Linked DNA regions of Mus musculus: all the other regions are linked to region 2. The links are chromatin contacts, called in public HiChIP or PLAC-seq and promoter capture Hi-C maps. All regions are on one chromosome and are shown on one strand. Each heading gives the region's core, a stretch centred on a gene start, on an enhancer-like site or on the middle of the called end of the contact. The rest is flanking DNA. Distances are from core to core; before and after follow the strand shown. Region 1 holds the start of Bloc1s2 (biogenesis of lysosomal organelles complex-1, subunit 2). Region 2 holds the start of Scd4 (stearoyl-coenzyme A desaturase 4). Region 3 has its middle 19 kb from the start of Wnt8b. Region 4 holds the start of Pkd2l1 (polycystic kidney disease 2-like 1).

Region 1 (3,649 bases), core at 106-2,605, 190 kb after region 2:
GGGACTTCAAACCTGGAATCAAACAAAACCTGAAGGAATCAAGCCAGAAAGGCTATCAGGATTCATTGATCTTTTGGACTAATATGTGGTGGTCTCTGGCTCTCTTCGTCATAGGACAATGTGAGGTTCCAAGGTGATTAGCAATAAAATTCTTTAGAAAACCACGTCTTTGCATTTCCTTCTGGGGCTATTGAGAGAAGAGAGAAGGATAAGAGTGTAAGACATTGTTGTACACTCTCTGGAATGTACTGGGGGCCATGTCAATCTCAGGGAGGTTGCTTCTCCCAGCAATCTTGAAATAAGAAGCCTTGGTTCATAGGAATGTTTGAAACGGCGGGTACTTTGATTATCCTATAGAAAGGAGTGGAGAGAAGGAGAATCAGTCTAGGGAGAATCAGTCTTCAGAGAGGAGATTAGAGGATAACCAAGACTAAGTTAAACTTAGTCAAAAACTCTACACTTAAGATTTTGGATGCTCAGGAGCCTGCATCCTGAAAACCCTTACACACCTCTTTCCCCCTCTCCAGTGACTCTCATTCCCTCACACTGAGCCTTCTATTCATCCCTGTCACCCCCACCTGTTCTCACCACCCCCCTCCCCCAAGCATTCCGTAAACCCGCTAGACGCGTGCAACAACTAAGTATAATCAAGATAACCTATGTGTCAGTGACGTCGGAAGTTTCCTTCAAGAGAGGTCCTTTCAACTAAACATTAGGGGCTAGCTTGCACTTCAAGAGATGTGAGTCAGAGAGTTGATACTAGTCCAAGGCCTATGGGAAAGGTAAGGGAGATTCCATCAAGAATCAAGGCCAAAGCCGGGCGGTGGTGGCACATGCCTTTAATCCCTGATTTCTGAGTTTGAGGCCAGCCTGGTCTACAAAGTGAGTTCCAAGACAGCCAGGGCTACACAGAAAAATCCTGTCTCGAAAAACCAAAAAAAAAAAAAAAGAAGATTCAAGGCCGAAATCTTGTGGGAGACACCCTGTAAAAGCGAATCCCTGAACAATTCTTTGATGAACAAAACATGTCAGGGTGCTGGTGTCTGGGGAGGAGGCCACCTCTCTCCAATAACTTTAGCTGACATGTTATGATGGGTCCACAACCCAAGACAGGCCGTGGCTGGCACAAGTGACCGTTCTAGAGTGTGGCTGCAGGGACGAACGCATTGCCAACCAGGTACTGTGATCTCAGTAACGGGCTAATTCGCAATAGCCTTAGCTTCAGTTTCAGCTTCATGCTTGGACTTTGATAAAAGGTCCTTATTTGAGGTGTGACTTGGGCAAGCCGATCAAAGCAAGGAAGCTGTGAGCAAGCGGCGGGGCGGGGCACCCGCGGGGCGCACGCGCAGATGCCCTTAGAACCGGAAGCAGCCTTGGGTCGGGCATGGCGGCGGCTGCGGAGGGCGTCCCGGCGACGCGACGGGAGGAGCAGCCACCTCGAGGTACTACCCTGTGTGGATGGAGATGCGGCGGCTGATGGTGGGGAGGCTAGGTCCGGATGCAGGAGCCGGTGGACCTGTCTACCGCAGTCAGGGCACTGAGACGAAAGCCTAGCTCCTGAGCATGGGAACGGAGTTGGCGTTTCAGGTGGGCGGGTGCGAGGAGAAGGGACGGGATGGTGGCAGGAGGAGAACGAAGGCGGCGGGAGCCCAAGTCGGGAGGGACTTAGGAACCGTCCGCTTTGGCTGGATTAGGTCTGGGGATAGGACGTTTACTCCTCACCTCCCACCCACACCTTGCCAGATGATGCTGCGGTGGAGACAGCCGAGGAAGCAAAGGAGCCTGCCGAAGCTGACATCAATGAGCTCTGCCGGGACATGTTCTCCAAAATGGCCACATATTTGACTGGGGAACTGACAGGTGATACGCAACCCCTTCTGGCTGATCCCAGCTGTGTATTTGCATTTGACTTCACGGAAATCTGAATGGTGCTTTAGCAGCCTCTGGTCAGTCCATGGTTGAATGGGAGGAAAGGAGCCGCTCTCCCCCTTGTCTTTCCCCAGGGAAGCACACCAACCACTTTTGAAACACAAATCTGCAGGCCTCTTGTCATAAAGGCCAACAACAAGAATTCCACACTGTTAGTCCAGAAGTGCCCCGCCGGGGGAGAAGTATATTTTAAGCAGAGTTGTGAAGGAAATGGAAGGGGGGGGGTACGTGAAACAGTCCAGTTAGTAAAAGAGCTGGAGTAAGCAAGCATTTGATGAAACCTGAAGGTTAGTCTGAAGATTTGCTGACCCACCCGTGGGACACGGTTAGATTTTAGTTCAGTGTCCCTGCGTCTGCATCTGTGTCTGTGTCTGAGGCAGAGTCAGAAAGCAGAGGCTGGACCTTCTGGGGTGACATAAGAACTTATACTGTTTCACTGCTCTGTGAAAAAATTACTCTCTCTCTCTCTCTCTCTCTCTCTCTGTGTGTGTGTGTGTGTGTGGCTTAGAACGACTTTCGAGAGTTGGTCCTCTTCTTAGACCACGTAGGTCACGAGGACCACGCTCTGATCTTCAGGCTTGGTAGCAAGGGCCCTCTCACAGGCCCCACCCCAGGAAATTTTTCTGTGAGCCCAATTTGTGAACCAGGATCTATGAGGAAAGGTTTAGTAGAGAAGTTGGGGGGTTGTAAGTCGCAGATTTTCTCTGCCTGATCGTTCACTTATTTTTGAGCAAGAGAGACCAAGTAACAAAAATCCAGATATATGGGTTCTCCCCACAAATTCTGAAGTCTATCGTAACTTACTTAGTAGGGCTCTACTTGACCAGGGTTTTGCAGCCTTTTAAGAAGACTGGATAATCTGGTTTGTGTCACCACTGGCTGGTCCTTTAGTGTGATCTTGTGGCCTTTGCTGGTTAGCACTGTTCTTGTTCTCTTGTTTTTTTTTCCATTTGCTGTAGTTTAGAGATGGAGTTGTCTGACCCAGTGCCTCAGAACTAGTAGGGAGTGCTGGGCTGAGAGGGCGCACACTCCTCCGCACACTCCTCCGAAGAGGGAATGATGGTTTCCTTGTGTGTTTATTATATAAACACTTGTGTTACTCCACCCATACACATTCCTCTGCTGGCTTCCAAGTGTGTGGCCCTTGTTTTAGAGAGATTATGACTTGATGGCCTCGAGAACAACTGTGGAAGAGAGAAGAGGAACAGTTGTCCAGAAAGTATCGGGAATCTGAGGCAGAGTGAAGATAAGAAGAATGGAGAGTTTGGGCGTGAGCACAATGCAGATGTAGACTTTATCCGGTACTGAGCAGGCTAAGGTACTTGTTCGTGTGGGTAGGACCAACAACCAAAATAGGGAAGCTGACAAGAGGAACCGTGTTTCTGTGGGAAACGCAGCTCTGGCTCAGCTGTTTGTAGCCGTTACTGGAACACCCAAGTGGTAGTGCAGAACTGAGACTGATCGTTGCAGAGGAGCCACCTGTGAGGTGGCAGGGATGGAGACTACGCAGAAAGATCACTAAGGAAGAGCTTATTGGTGGACCTCTTCTGGACCTAGATTGACTTCTCAGGAAATGGAGCAGTTTGTATGGAATCGCTGGGCACTGAACCCGGGGCTTTGCATAGGCAAAGCGATTGCTTTGTCCAGTGAGCTACATTTGCACCCTTAAGTAGATTTTTTTCTTTCTTTTTTTTTTTTTAGATAATTACTTAAAATTGTA
Region 2 (3,830 bases), core at 882-3,381:
AGAAAAAAAAAAGAGTTTTTCCTCAGTTGTATTTTCCCTGGCACCTACAGAACTTTTAAGGTAATGCAGAGCTCACCTGCTGCAGGTACTAAGAGACGGAGGGCAGGGGTGGCCAACACCAGCAGCCAACTTCTACATCACTACCTTCTAGAGGCAGCTACCAGAAAGTCTTCTGCCTTCCAGAGAGTGATCTCTGGCTCATCGTTCCTCAGAAGGTAGCAAGGGGCCCTGGCCTGCTCCTCTCTCCCTGATTTAAGAATTGGGAGTCAGAGGCGAATCTACCTGAAAGCACACATGTGGGTCCAGGGGCCAGCCCTGCATCAGCACATACGCACAGATCCCCAAGTTGCTGAGCTAGGGAAGAGACACAGTGGCAACCTTCTTTCTTGTTACAACAGTCTGAAGGCCAGGGTTTCTCAGTCTCTGAGCCTGGCTATTTTGGGCAAGGGGAGGTGGAGGTAGAGAGGAAAGAGCAGAAGGTTCTGGGCCCTTTGTCCTACATGGTATCCAGAGACAAGAGCAGGAACTGGCTGGCCAGGGAATGAATGGAATGTCACCCAATTCTGAAACCCCCCTCCCCCTCTATTTTTGTCATTTTAAGAACATCTTGCTAACTGACAGGACGGACCTGGAGCAGCAGAACTCTACACCAGTGTACTTGGACCGTGTGGGAACCTGCCTCATCTTTCTCTGGGGCAAACAAGCCTGTCCTGGTCAGAATCACATACAAATATTTTTTGTTGGTAATCCCATTTTATTCCTTCTTCTCCAGCGATCCCCTCTGGATAGTCTTACTTTACTCTGTCTCCCGACTAAGCAAATACCCCCTCATTAAGCCCCCATGCCTCTCAGCAAGGGCTCTAGTTTTCCTGTGGCAGGCAATGCTAAGTCAGAAAGCTTTTTGGACGGAAAAGCTCTTTAGGAGACTGTCAATCCTTTGTCATACAGTTATCCCTCCACCTTTTATAGACTTTAGCATCCAAGCTAAAGAACCCCCCAGATCTGACACTCTTGTACCCCAATCCCACGAGGCTCTGTTCCCCGTCTAGTTATCAGTATCTCAGAAAGTGGAGAGAAAACTTGAAAAATCTGGACAGAGAGCGGCTACTTTTCAGAATCAGAGTCTACCTTATTAAAGAGTTGGGGGCGGGGGAGACATGGGGTGCTGGCCCAGGGCGGAGGGTTTGGAGATTACCCAAGAGCCAGGTGTAGACCTTGCAGGAGGGAACCAGTGTGATCCCGTACAGGGCTCCCACGTGCAGCAGGGCCATGAAGATGATGTTCCTCCAGACGTACTCCAGCTTGGGCGGGGGTCCCTCCTCATCCTGGTAGCTGGGGTCATACAGATCATCTTTTATTTCAGGCCGGATATCTTCTGCCTGGAGGGGCATCTTCTCTTCTCCATCCTGCTGTCTCCGGGAGTGGGGTTCCATGATGTTGGTAGTGCTACACCTGCTGGAGATCTTCAACGGGAGGAAGTGAAAGTCAAAAGCAGATACATAGGACAGCAAGGGGGGGGTCCTCCTGTAATACAGCCAAGGCAGTAGAGGCAGAAACCCCAGTGCCCTGATCATAGGAAGACAGAGTACAGATGTGCTAGATGAAGCAGAGAAAACTTCCCAGAAACTACCTAGAATGTGTTGACAATCAAACCTCACAGTGAAGGGGCAGGGACGGGGATCAAACATTCATACCTCAAGCAACATACAAAGGAAAATGCATGTGCATGCAGAAAGGTATTGGCTGGACGGGAGCTTTCTTTCCTTTAAAGTCAACTGGCAACATGACTGCCACATCCCTCACTTGAAGGTCATACAAATCTAATAAGATATCTGAGATGTCTCTGTAGCTCTCAGCTCTGGCCTCTCTCCAGTCAGCACAGTCCCACCTGGTACCAAAGATCCTGTGCTAGAGGGAGGGGGTCATTGATGAAAAGCTGACCTCTTGTGGCAAGTGGGCCGTCATCTTGCTCCTTGGAAGCCTAGATCCTCTTGTGAAGGCAGAGAGAGCAAGGTCCAGGTCTGCAGCGACTGAGGATCGGTGAAGCGTTGAGTCCAGAGCCCACTGTGCGCTGTGTGTACTGCGTTGATGCCCGGCTAACTGTGCAGGTGTCACCAGTCAGTTCTGCTGTGTGTTGTTGTTTCCAGGCACAGGATTTAAAGGGTATGTAGAGCTGGCACTTGGTGACTGTGTCTGGTATTTGTTCAGATGTGCTTCATGACTGCCAACAAGGGATAAAGAATTCAGAGCTGGCTAGTCAAGGCAGCCCCATGAGGAGATAAAGACTGAAGGCGAGAGAGGGGAGGACAGCCAGCAAAGCCCACATTCACCTAAGGCAAGGCTATGGGATGCTGCACACACTAAGAGAGAGCCACCTTTGTCCCCATTCCTAGACAGATGGAGTATTCTCAGCACTCTGGCAAGCTCTGAGCAGAGGAATTTGTTACTCTCTTGTCTTCCTGGCTCTGGCATCCAGAAATCTGCTATCTCGCTGGCAGACAGCCCTCTGTGCCAACCTCCTCGGTTTCATCTCTGTGGACCCTGGGTCTCTGCCAGCATCATGACTGGAGGAATCTGGGGTCCAGTTCTCAAGCTTCATAGAGGGTAGAAAATGTCCACAAAGTGGGAAAAGAGTGAATCTGGGGGGTGAGAGTCAAGTTCAAGCCCAGGACTAACACAGGTGCTTGGCAAATGTGTCACACTGGGGCAGTTGCACAGTGGGGACAGCTCATCAGTGTCCACCACAATTCCACCTTCTCTTTCCACTCATCAGGTGTGGTGGGGGTAAGGGGGGGTGGACTGGCCTCCACCCCCAGATCTCGAGACAAGAGCAGGTGCATAGCCCGCCTTCTTACTTAGCATCTCAAGCCAGTGGCGGCTCTTCCCCACCCACCTGCCCAGGATGTTCAGCAGAATCGCAGAATGCTCTGACCAGCTCACACACACAGTCACACGCACAGGGCTGAGTGTCTGAGCCCACGCTCAGTCATAGGACTCGTTTCACAGGGGATAACCACCTCCAGACATTAGCATTTAATTACTTCCCTATGTTCCTGCCCCCGGAACATCTGCTGCAGGCAGGGAGGTCTGAAGATTCTCCCATCAGGTTGGGAATTGGGAGTCTTCTATAAGGAAAAAGTGGGAACCTCAGACAGGCGTTTACAGGCAGCAGAGGTGCAAAGGTTTGCCTGTGAAATAAGAAGACTGAGCTGGTATGGAATGACTTTAAAAAAAAAAAAAAAAAGCTAATACTAACTTTTTAAAAAGTCTCCCCGTGACCCATGACCTGTGGTTTTTAAGGAGAAGGAAGTTGAGATATAGAGAGCTCAGATAATTTGTCTGTGGTCCCAGGAGCCAGTGACTCACAGAGCTAGAAACTGATCATAGTAGGCAAGATGCCAGAGCCCAGGCTCAAACCCTGCTCGGAAAGCGATGCTGGCCTAGAGTCCCAAGACAAAATGACTTCACAGGCCGTCTTCAGTAGATTCACAGCAGGATGAGGAAGCTCAAACTGCAGGGATTTGCATTCACTAGGGTCTCCTGAGATAGACATCTCCCCTGTACACTTCCCCCCCACACACACACAAAGGAGACTATATGAGGGCAAGCATGACCAACTTGTCCCTCTGTGAAAGCTTCCTTGGCCTCTCCATCCTCTTCCCCTCTTATCAAACAGCGAGGGACCCCACAGTCCTTTTGGCTCCCCACATACTTTGCTTTGCTTTGACCCCACAATTTTATTTTAACAGCCATATTGAGACTTGTTTGCACTGGGCATGGTGGTGTACATTTTTCATCCCAGCACTTGGGAGGCAGAGGCAGGTGGATCT
Region 3 (3,842 bases), core at 499-2,998, 140 kb before region 2:
CGAGGTTAACTTGCATTGGCGCGGTCTTGGGATCGATTCCTGCCATGCCTCGCTCCTTGACCCAGGATAAAATAAAGATTGGAGTAAGAGTGAGACAGGAAAATCACCGAGAAAACTCTTGCACTGCACAGATCAGAAATAATAAGGATCTAGATTAGAATGGTGTAGCTGGAACTGCACAGGGAGTAATGGGTCGGCCCACAGAATGCCGTGGAACCAATGAGTGTTAGTCAGAGGGATGGAAGTATTCAAGGATGGATGCCAGAGATGCTGAGTCTGAATGCCAGGCGCCATCACAAGGAAGTAAGATGCGGAAAGAGAGCCGACTCAAGGATAAAAGAAGTAGGATAGATTGTTTCACAACTACACAGATATATAGCACTTAAAATGGCTAAGGTGATACAAAGGACATTGTGTTTTTTTATGAAGAAAAGAAAGACGCAGAAGTTGAGGAATTGTGTGGTAACATTGGGCTGTTCTGTTAGCAACTGCAGGCTGGAGGGAAGAAGGCCATAGTTGTGAGTTTTCCCGTATATTACAGGAACAAGTGCAGACCATTTGGCTTAAGTCCTGCTATGGAAAAGTGCCTAGTGACCCTGTGCGCTTGTCCAAGAGCCTTGAGTCTCCAGAGGTCGGACACTTCTTGGCTTTCTTTTCTTCATGGGATGTTGGTGCTGAGGCCAAGCAGCTGTCTTCAGAACAGGGCATAAAACCCCATGCGCATTGTGGGTTCACGGGAGTGGAGGGCATTGAAGAGAGCAGCATTGAAGAGATAGCAGTAAGGCTGTTCTCACTGCTGGGAAGAGCTGACACTTGCTAGACACCATGGGCAGCCTGGGTGCTCAGTAGAGACCAGGATCACATTTAAGGCTTACAGCAGCCTCGGAGGCAGGCAGGTGACTGTCTCCGTTTGCTGTCAGGAACAGGAAACATTAGGAGACATTTTAAATCATCCCACAGCGAGGAAAATGTTAATTCAGGACACAAACCCAGATCTGACTGATGCTGAGGACAGCCAGGTCCTGTCCTGTTTCCCTCCCTAGGACGCTCTCAGTACACTGAAGAAAGGGGACACTGCAGCTTGGTTCTTGGAATCCATGACAAGGTGGGTCACAGGGCCACTCACTAAATGGGCTTCAGGAAACTGAGCAGGCTGCCCTGGGCATGCAGATCCCTAGAGCATACAGCAGAATTCTGTTCATTGTTACTGAACTAAGAAAAGGGAGTTCACGGAGTCCCACAAGGGCCAAGCCCCTTAAGATTGCCTCTGCTCTCTTATTTCTTTGTAAACCACACAACAACAACATCTGGTGAGATCTGAGGGAATGGTGACCGAATGTCTCCCCACATTTAGGAGTCAGACTTTCCTGGGAAGCAATCTGGAAGTCTGTAAGAGATTTCCCTTGGCGATTGTGTTGGAAGCCAGGTTTGGGAACTTTTGGAAGCATCCCAAGAAAGGGGTGTTGAGAGTTGGGGTGGCTTTCCTCATGGAAAGGACCAGATGAGGAGGATTCTAAGGAAAGCCAGTGGACATAAATAGCCTGCCAGCTTCTTTCTGTGATCTCCCCCTTTTCCTACCTCCCTGTTTATGCCTTTTTATGCCTGGTTCCTGCAGTCATGAAGTTTTCCTGCCCCTTGCAGGGAGGACAGTAACACTCGGAACAGCAGCGCCGCACAGTGGAAAGGAACAAACACTACAGCGCCAAGCACGTCGCAGGATGGCACTTTAGTAGATCCAGAGGCTGCAGGTGCCCACGTGTCCTGCAGGGGGCAGCACGTCCCTACATGTCTACGTAGGGACTGTCTGGAGGTCATGGGTGCCTGAGGAGAACTCCATGGAAAGGACATGGGGTTGGAGATCTGTGTCTGAAACCTCAGTCATCCACGTTGTGAAACTAGAATAAACTGGAAGAGACTAAGTGCTGAGGCGGGAGCTAGCCTTGTCTTGAAGTTGAACTTAATTGACTGTCATGGTTGGTGTTCTGGGTGGCTTTCTAAATACAAGTCTGACAGACACTTCTTCGAGAGAATTCTTTTTTAATATGTACATGGGTCAGACATTACTTGACACATTAGGCTTCTCTTTTAGTGATATTTCAACACTGTGACAGGTAGGTTTGTGTTGGTAGGACAGTGTTGGGTCACAATAGTACTGGTTTTGTTGTTTTGTTGTTGTTGAGGGTATTTGTCTAAGGCTTATTATTGCCTTTATTGATTTGTATGTGTGTGAAGACACATTTGCTTATGAGTACCAAGTGCATGCATGTGCCCACAGAAGCCAGAATGCTCACATACCCTGGGACTAGAGTTACAGTTGTAGCTGCTTATGAGTGTGGGAACGGAACACCATTCGTCTTCAAGAGCAGTAATACACTTAACCATTGGGCCATCTCTCCAGCTCCAGTAAGGTTTCTCTCCTCTCCCCCTCTCCCTCCTTAATGTAGCTCTGGCGGTCCCAGGGACTTACTATGTAGACCAGGCTAGCCTTGAACTCTGAGACACACCTACCTCTGCTGGAATTAAAGGCAAGCACCACCACATCTGGTTTAATTACACATGTTTTAATTGGTCCCCACCTGGTAAAATTCTTTCCTCTCCCATTTTACATTTCTGATGGTTGCTCCTGGACACACTCTTATCAATGGCACGATTAGTGACTCAGCGAAATCAATACACCCAGAATGACTATATAATAGAGAATATATAAATGTCTACTCAACTACTTGGTTGGGTTTTTTTTAATTAATTAAAGACACTTCAATGCTGCATAGTATTTGTATATCTTTATACAGCACAACTGGTAATTTATGGCAGTTCAATGCATACAATGTATAATAATCAATCGGGATAGTAAACATTTCCTTCTCTTCAAACATGAGTTATCCTTTAAAGTTATTATTAAATTACTTTATTTACTCTGTGAGTGTGTGTGTGGGCAGTGTAATAGGCATGGCACATACGTAGAGATCAGAGGATAATGTGGGAGTTGGTTCTCTCCTTCCATTGTGTGTGACCTGAGGGTCAAATTCAGGTCACTGGTCATAAATAGCGAGTGCGACCACCCACTGAGCATCTGGCTGGCCCAAACGCTGGTTATTTTTATATGTTGGAAATGTTATCCTTGAGTCAATATGATTCCATCCTATAAAAGATTAACTTAATAGTTTCCGAGAACACTGTATTTGAACTTTTTGTGTCTGGCTTATTGCATCTGACACAATGACCTCCGGTTCCACCTGTGTTGCTGCAAGTCACAGGTCTTCATTCTTGTTTGTGGCTGACTAATACACCATTGCATACACCACATTTCAAACTCTACCCATCCTCTGAAAGGCGTGTGGGTGATTTCACACTTTTATCATTGTGAACAGCGCCGTAATCACCATGGGAGCACAAGTGTCTTTTGGGGGTAACAATGCCACCATCTTTGAACTTATACCAGTTGTGGGGTCACTGATGCCTATGGCTTCTATATTCAGTTTTGTGAGAAATTTCTAGATTGTTTTTATGACTGTTAGAGTTACTGTTCCCTTTAACAACTGTCTTATTGGTTTTTTTGAAGGGGAAGGTTTGTTTTGTTGTGTTGTCTCTTTGATAACAGCCATCCTAACTGGGTGAGGGGAAAGTTCACTGGTTTTTAAGATTTATTTTTATTATTTTTTTAGGTATGTGTATTTATTTCACCTATGTGCATGCATATGTGTTTGTGTATGCTCTCTGTTCCCCCATCCCTCTCTCTCTCTCTCTCTCTCTCTCTCTCTCTCTCTCTCTCTGCGTGTGTGTGTGTGTGTGTGTGTGTGTGTGTGTGTGTGTGTTGTAGGCATTTGCAGAGGCTAGACTGG
Region 4 (3,537 bases), core at 747-3,246, 140 kb after region 2:
AGCTTCCCCCATCAATACTGTTTGCCCCCCCCCTTTTTTTTAAACAGGAAGAGTCAAGAACCCATGGGGCTTGAGAACTTGAAGAAATATCAAACAAAAATCATCATGAAATTTTTATTTGATTTGTGACTTCTTTTTCTTCTGAGATTTCTCAACCTGCGCGGCATAGCCTGCCCCATAGGGCGGTATAGTGTGATCCACACACGAGGAAAAGGGCTCAGTCATGAGCAGGAAAAGGGACTGGATGGGTTCCAGGAGAGTGACGATGTGGCCTGGAGCTCTGTCACATGAGGAGACTTGTCACGCGAGGAGGAGTGTCCTCAGGTCCACTCAGACCTCTCTCAGCTGATCTCAGGCTTCCTCCAGAATTCAGGATTGCCCAAGGGACTGGGAAGCCATTGAATGCTCCTCCCTTTGCTTTATCAAGGACCACACTGTTGTCACCCTGTTCCTGACTCCACCTCAGGGTCCAAAGTTAGATAGAAGTCTGGAGTCCTTGTGCAATTGCCTAAAAGGCTCTTGGCTCCCTCCTCGCTCAGCTGATCCAATGCAAGATGCTTCCCCCCGGCCCAGCTTCTCGCCCTTCTCTCCAAGGAAAGCTGGCACCGCAGTGGATCTCACTGACTGGAACAGCGGAGAGATGGACACTTGTCCTTCTAGGGAGGGTCAGACCATGGAGAGAGTCAATCCTTTCCAGTGTCCTGGCCTTGGCCAAGAAATTCATGTCACAGGTTCAGGGAGCATGACCTTTCTTCCCTGTCTTAGGATTTAGGAAACATGGCTTAATCAGGGGGTGGAGCTTAAACCAGGTTAAGTTCTTCCTCTGGGAGTACTTGAGGCTGGAGATCTCCTCCAGGCTGCTATGCTTTGCTGAACTTGAAGGCAGACTTGAAGCCAATGTGGCTAAAGTAACTGTAGGCAAAGATCCTTGGTTAGAAGAGTCCCCTGCAGCACCTTGGATGAACAACTACCAACATTTCAGCAGGAGCACTATTCTGGGCCACAGCTCTTGCTTACAGGGAAACCTGGGCAAATGAGCAAAGGCCAGAGCTGGGCACAAGCAGTACTGTGACCAGAGGTCCACGCCAAGTCTCCATTCAGGAAAGCGAGCAAGACGGGATGCTGCTGGTCCCAAGAGCTCTCGGACTCAGTTTATGCTGAAGCTTACAGTTCTAGTGCTAAGTCACGTCCCAGGAAAAGATTGACCAGATCATCTGGTACAGACAGATGTCACCTCACCCTTGCCCTAGGCCCCGAGTTATGCCTTCCCTACCCAGCCCCACATGCTCAAGAGGTCCATCTCTAAGGGTGTGTGTCACCATTAAGCCATGAAGCCAAACGTCAGGGAAAGAAAGCCAGCCTGGAACTCTGCATTCCTTTTCTTGTCACCAGCAGAGACCCTATCTCTTAAGATCTGACAGCCTGATTGCCTTCACCTGTGTCTTTCACTGACCTCTAAGGGAAGGGCACACTGGGAGCCTCCTTCTCCAGTCACCAGGGGACAGCTGAAGGAGGCACACTGAAGGGCCTGGGAGACTACTGATAGAGCTGTCAAGGAACACATCCCTGGGCTTGGTCCTCACCCTAATCCATGGTAGTCCCTTTAAGCCTTTTTTTTTTTTAAGTGGTATCAGCTCACACCCACCACAGAGCTCTGCAACCCTTTCTTCTCCTAGCTTCTCTACTGCTCCCTCCCTCCTCCCCCGTTGTCCCTGCCCTTTGACCAACTCAACAGTTGGAGATTTGAACATCCTACTCCGGGTTCTATCTGGCCCTAGCACACCCCCCTGCTCCCCTCCCCCATCCTTCTAGTCTGTCTGCATAACATCCTCACACCCCTTTCTTTTCTCAATTCCAGTTCCCCTTATAGTTCCATTCCTTTTGTGTCAGAGAGAGAGAGAGAGAGAGAGAGAGAGAGAGAGAGAGAGAGAAAAGAGAGAGAGAGAGCTCATTGAAGGATTGATGACCATCTGCATCCTTCCTGCTCCCTCTCCTATGTGAGCTCAGCTCCCCCACCCAGACAGGAGGCCGAGGTTGAAAGGATCAGCTGCTCTTAGACAATACTGCCTGGGCTCTCTGCTACCAGTGTCAGTCTGGGTCTTTGTCCCTGTGTCTCCTGTGAGAGTGGGCACCTGTGGTGGCAGGTTTCTACCTCCTGTCCCCATGAATAGTATGGAAAGCCCCAAGAATCAGGAGCTACAAACCCTGGGGAACAGAGCCTGGGACAATCCTGCCTACAGCGACCCTCCTTCCCCGAACAGGACGCTGAGGATCTGCACTGTCTCCAGTGTGGCTCTCCCTGAGACTCAACCCAAAAAGCCAGAAGTCAGATGCCAGGAGAAGACACAGAGAACCCTGGTGTCCAGCTGCTGTCTCCATATCTGTCGGAGCATCAGAGGTACGGGGCACAAGGAGAGGTTTTCCTGGAGAGTTAGAGTCAGAGAAGGGACGACCTTAGGTTTGAGAGGGGGACAAAAGTGACCCAAAGAAGAAACCTTGGTGTCTTTGATTAGCTGGTGTTAGGATTGCTTGCCCCAGGACAGACGCCTGGCTCCTGGTCTGCCAGAAAGCTCACTTAGCACAGTCATTACCTTGGAATCCAGGAGTTGTGGGAGAGCGTGGTTCATGGAACACTGAAGTGAGGAGGCTCTAGACCACCCCACCTGAAACAGATGCCTGCCCTGTTCACAGCCTCACTCTGACCCAGTAACCTCACCCTGTCTCTCACAGAGACTTTGTAGGAGGGCAGGCAGGCAGGCAGGGAGGCAGGGGTGTGGGTGTCAGGTCCCGGGGGTTACAGGATGGGTGAGGAAGGACCAGTGGAGATGGGGTAGGGACAGGGAGGGCTGGATAACTAAAATGATGTGCTGTTGGGGACTCAGAGCTTCTTTCTACGCCCGTAGGACTGTGGGGGACAACGCTGACTGAGAACACAGCCGAGAACAGGGAGCTTTATGTCAAGACCACCCTGAGGGAGCTTGTGGTATACATAGTGTTCCTCGTGGACATCTGTCTGTGTGAGTAGCCGCTGCCTGTGACCATCTGCCTGTAAGAGGCACGAGTGTGTAAAATGTCTGTACCTCCCAGGCAGTATTCATCTGTGTTAGGCAAGCGGATCCTGGGAATTTTGTGTAAATACCAATAAGCAACTCCTATGGCTTCTCACACTGAGTTCAATGGAGGAATCCCAGTGGGTGGAAATATTGTTAATAAAAGGAGATTCGTCTGAGATTACTAGGTAACCTGATTTTCACATCCAAGTGCCTACTACTGAGCCAGCAGCCACCGTATTGTGTTGACCGGTGGAAATGTTGAACCCTTTGTAAAGGGTAGAGGGTCCCCTCTTTTATTTAGTGGGTTTTGTGTGATTGGTTACTGTGTAACACATGATCCGTGTTTCTTAGGGCCAGAAAGAAAATGATTCAGGCTTCGGAGAGTTTCTGAGAAGAGGGTTTGGGGTTCAATAGTGTGGGACACTATCTGGGGAGCTTTGATGTCCAGGTTCAGAGATGTAGCAATACCACAGTGTAGGCTGTG

What was found. Promoter capture Hi-C pulls out the DNA fragments that hold promoters and counts their contacts. HiChIP or PLAC-seq counts read pairs in DNA pulled down with a chosen protein or histone mark.
Region 1: a contact with region 2 is called in an H3K4me3 HiChIP or PLAC-seq map of bone marrow-derived macrophages, with 3 times the contacts expected there. The contact joins the promoter of Bloc1s2 here to the promoter of Scd4 in region 2. A contact is called at or near these places in 9 of 39 promoter capture datasets (the C10 cell line, the HPC-7 cell line, HPC-7-derived erythroid cells and 7 more), 1 of 484 Hi-C or Micro-C datasets (cumulus cells), 5 of 115 datasets of contacts at active chromatin or transcription factors (bone marrow-derived macrophages, embryonic stem cells, fetal liver and 2 more) and 2 of 9 other capture datasets (liver and pancreatic islet).
Region 3: a promoter capture Hi-C map of the C10 cell line shows a contact between it and region 2, with 2.8 times the contacts expected there. The contact joins the enhancer-like site here to the promoter of Scd4 in region 2. A contact is called at or near these places in 7 of 39 promoter capture datasets (the C10 cell line, embryonic stem cells, hematopoietic stem and progenitor cells and 3 more), 1 of 15 datasets of contacts at CTCF or cohesin (the NIH/3T3 cell line), 2 of 115 datasets of contacts at active chromatin or transcription factors (embryonic stem cells and kidney) and 1 of 9 other capture datasets (liver).
Region 4: a promoter capture Hi-C map of embryonic stem cells shows a contact between it and region 2, with 2.0 times the contacts expected there. The contact joins the promoter of Pkd2l1 here to the promoter of Scd4 in region 2. A contact is called at or near these places in 24 of 39 promoter capture datasets (the 3T3-L1 cell line, the C10 cell line, the HPC-7 cell line and 15 more), 1 of 15 datasets of contacts at CTCF or cohesin (pro-B cells), 3 of 484 Hi-C or Micro-C datasets (the CH12 cell line, Th2 cells and embryonic stem cells), 1 of 115 datasets of contacts at active chromatin or transcription factors (embryonic stem cells) and 4 of 9 other capture datasets (adipose tissue, liver, macrophages and 1 more).

The regions. Positions count from the first base shown.
Region 1 is chr19:44,144,152-44,147,800 of GRCm38.p6, reverse strand. Bloc1s2 (biogenesis of lysosomal organelles complex-1, subunit 2) reads left to right here and starts at 1,355. Exons shown (of 5, transcript NM_028607.1): 1 at 1,355-1,442; 2 at 1,744-1,860. The coding sequence starts at 1,385. It overlaps Pkd2l1 (polycystic kidney disease 2-like 1), which reads left to right. Exons shown (of 15, transcript NM_181422.3): 15 at 1-164.
Region 2 is chr19:44,331,627-44,335,456 of GRCm38.p6, reverse strand. It overlaps Scd4 (stearoyl-coenzyme A desaturase 4), which reads right to left and starts at 2,131. Exons shown (of 6, transcript NM_183216.3): 1 at 1,942-2,131; 2 at 1,196-1,463. The coding sequence starts at 1,965.
Region 3 is chr19:44,472,242-44,476,083 of GRCm38.p6, reverse strand. No RefSeq gene overlaps it. Among named protein-coding and RNA genes, the nearest start is that of Wnt8b, 19 kb to the left of the region's middle. Within about 2 kb of position 1,748, at least 25 of the 459 cell types and tissues checked have an H3K27ac peak or open chromatin away from gene starts, as enhancers often do.
Region 4 is chr19:44,190,901-44,194,437 of GRCm38.p6, reverse strand. Pkd2l1 (polycystic kidney disease 2-like 1) reads left to right here and starts at 1,996. Exons shown (of 15, transcript NM_181422.3): 1 at 1,996-2,398; 2 at 2,904-3,017. The coding sequence starts at 2,164.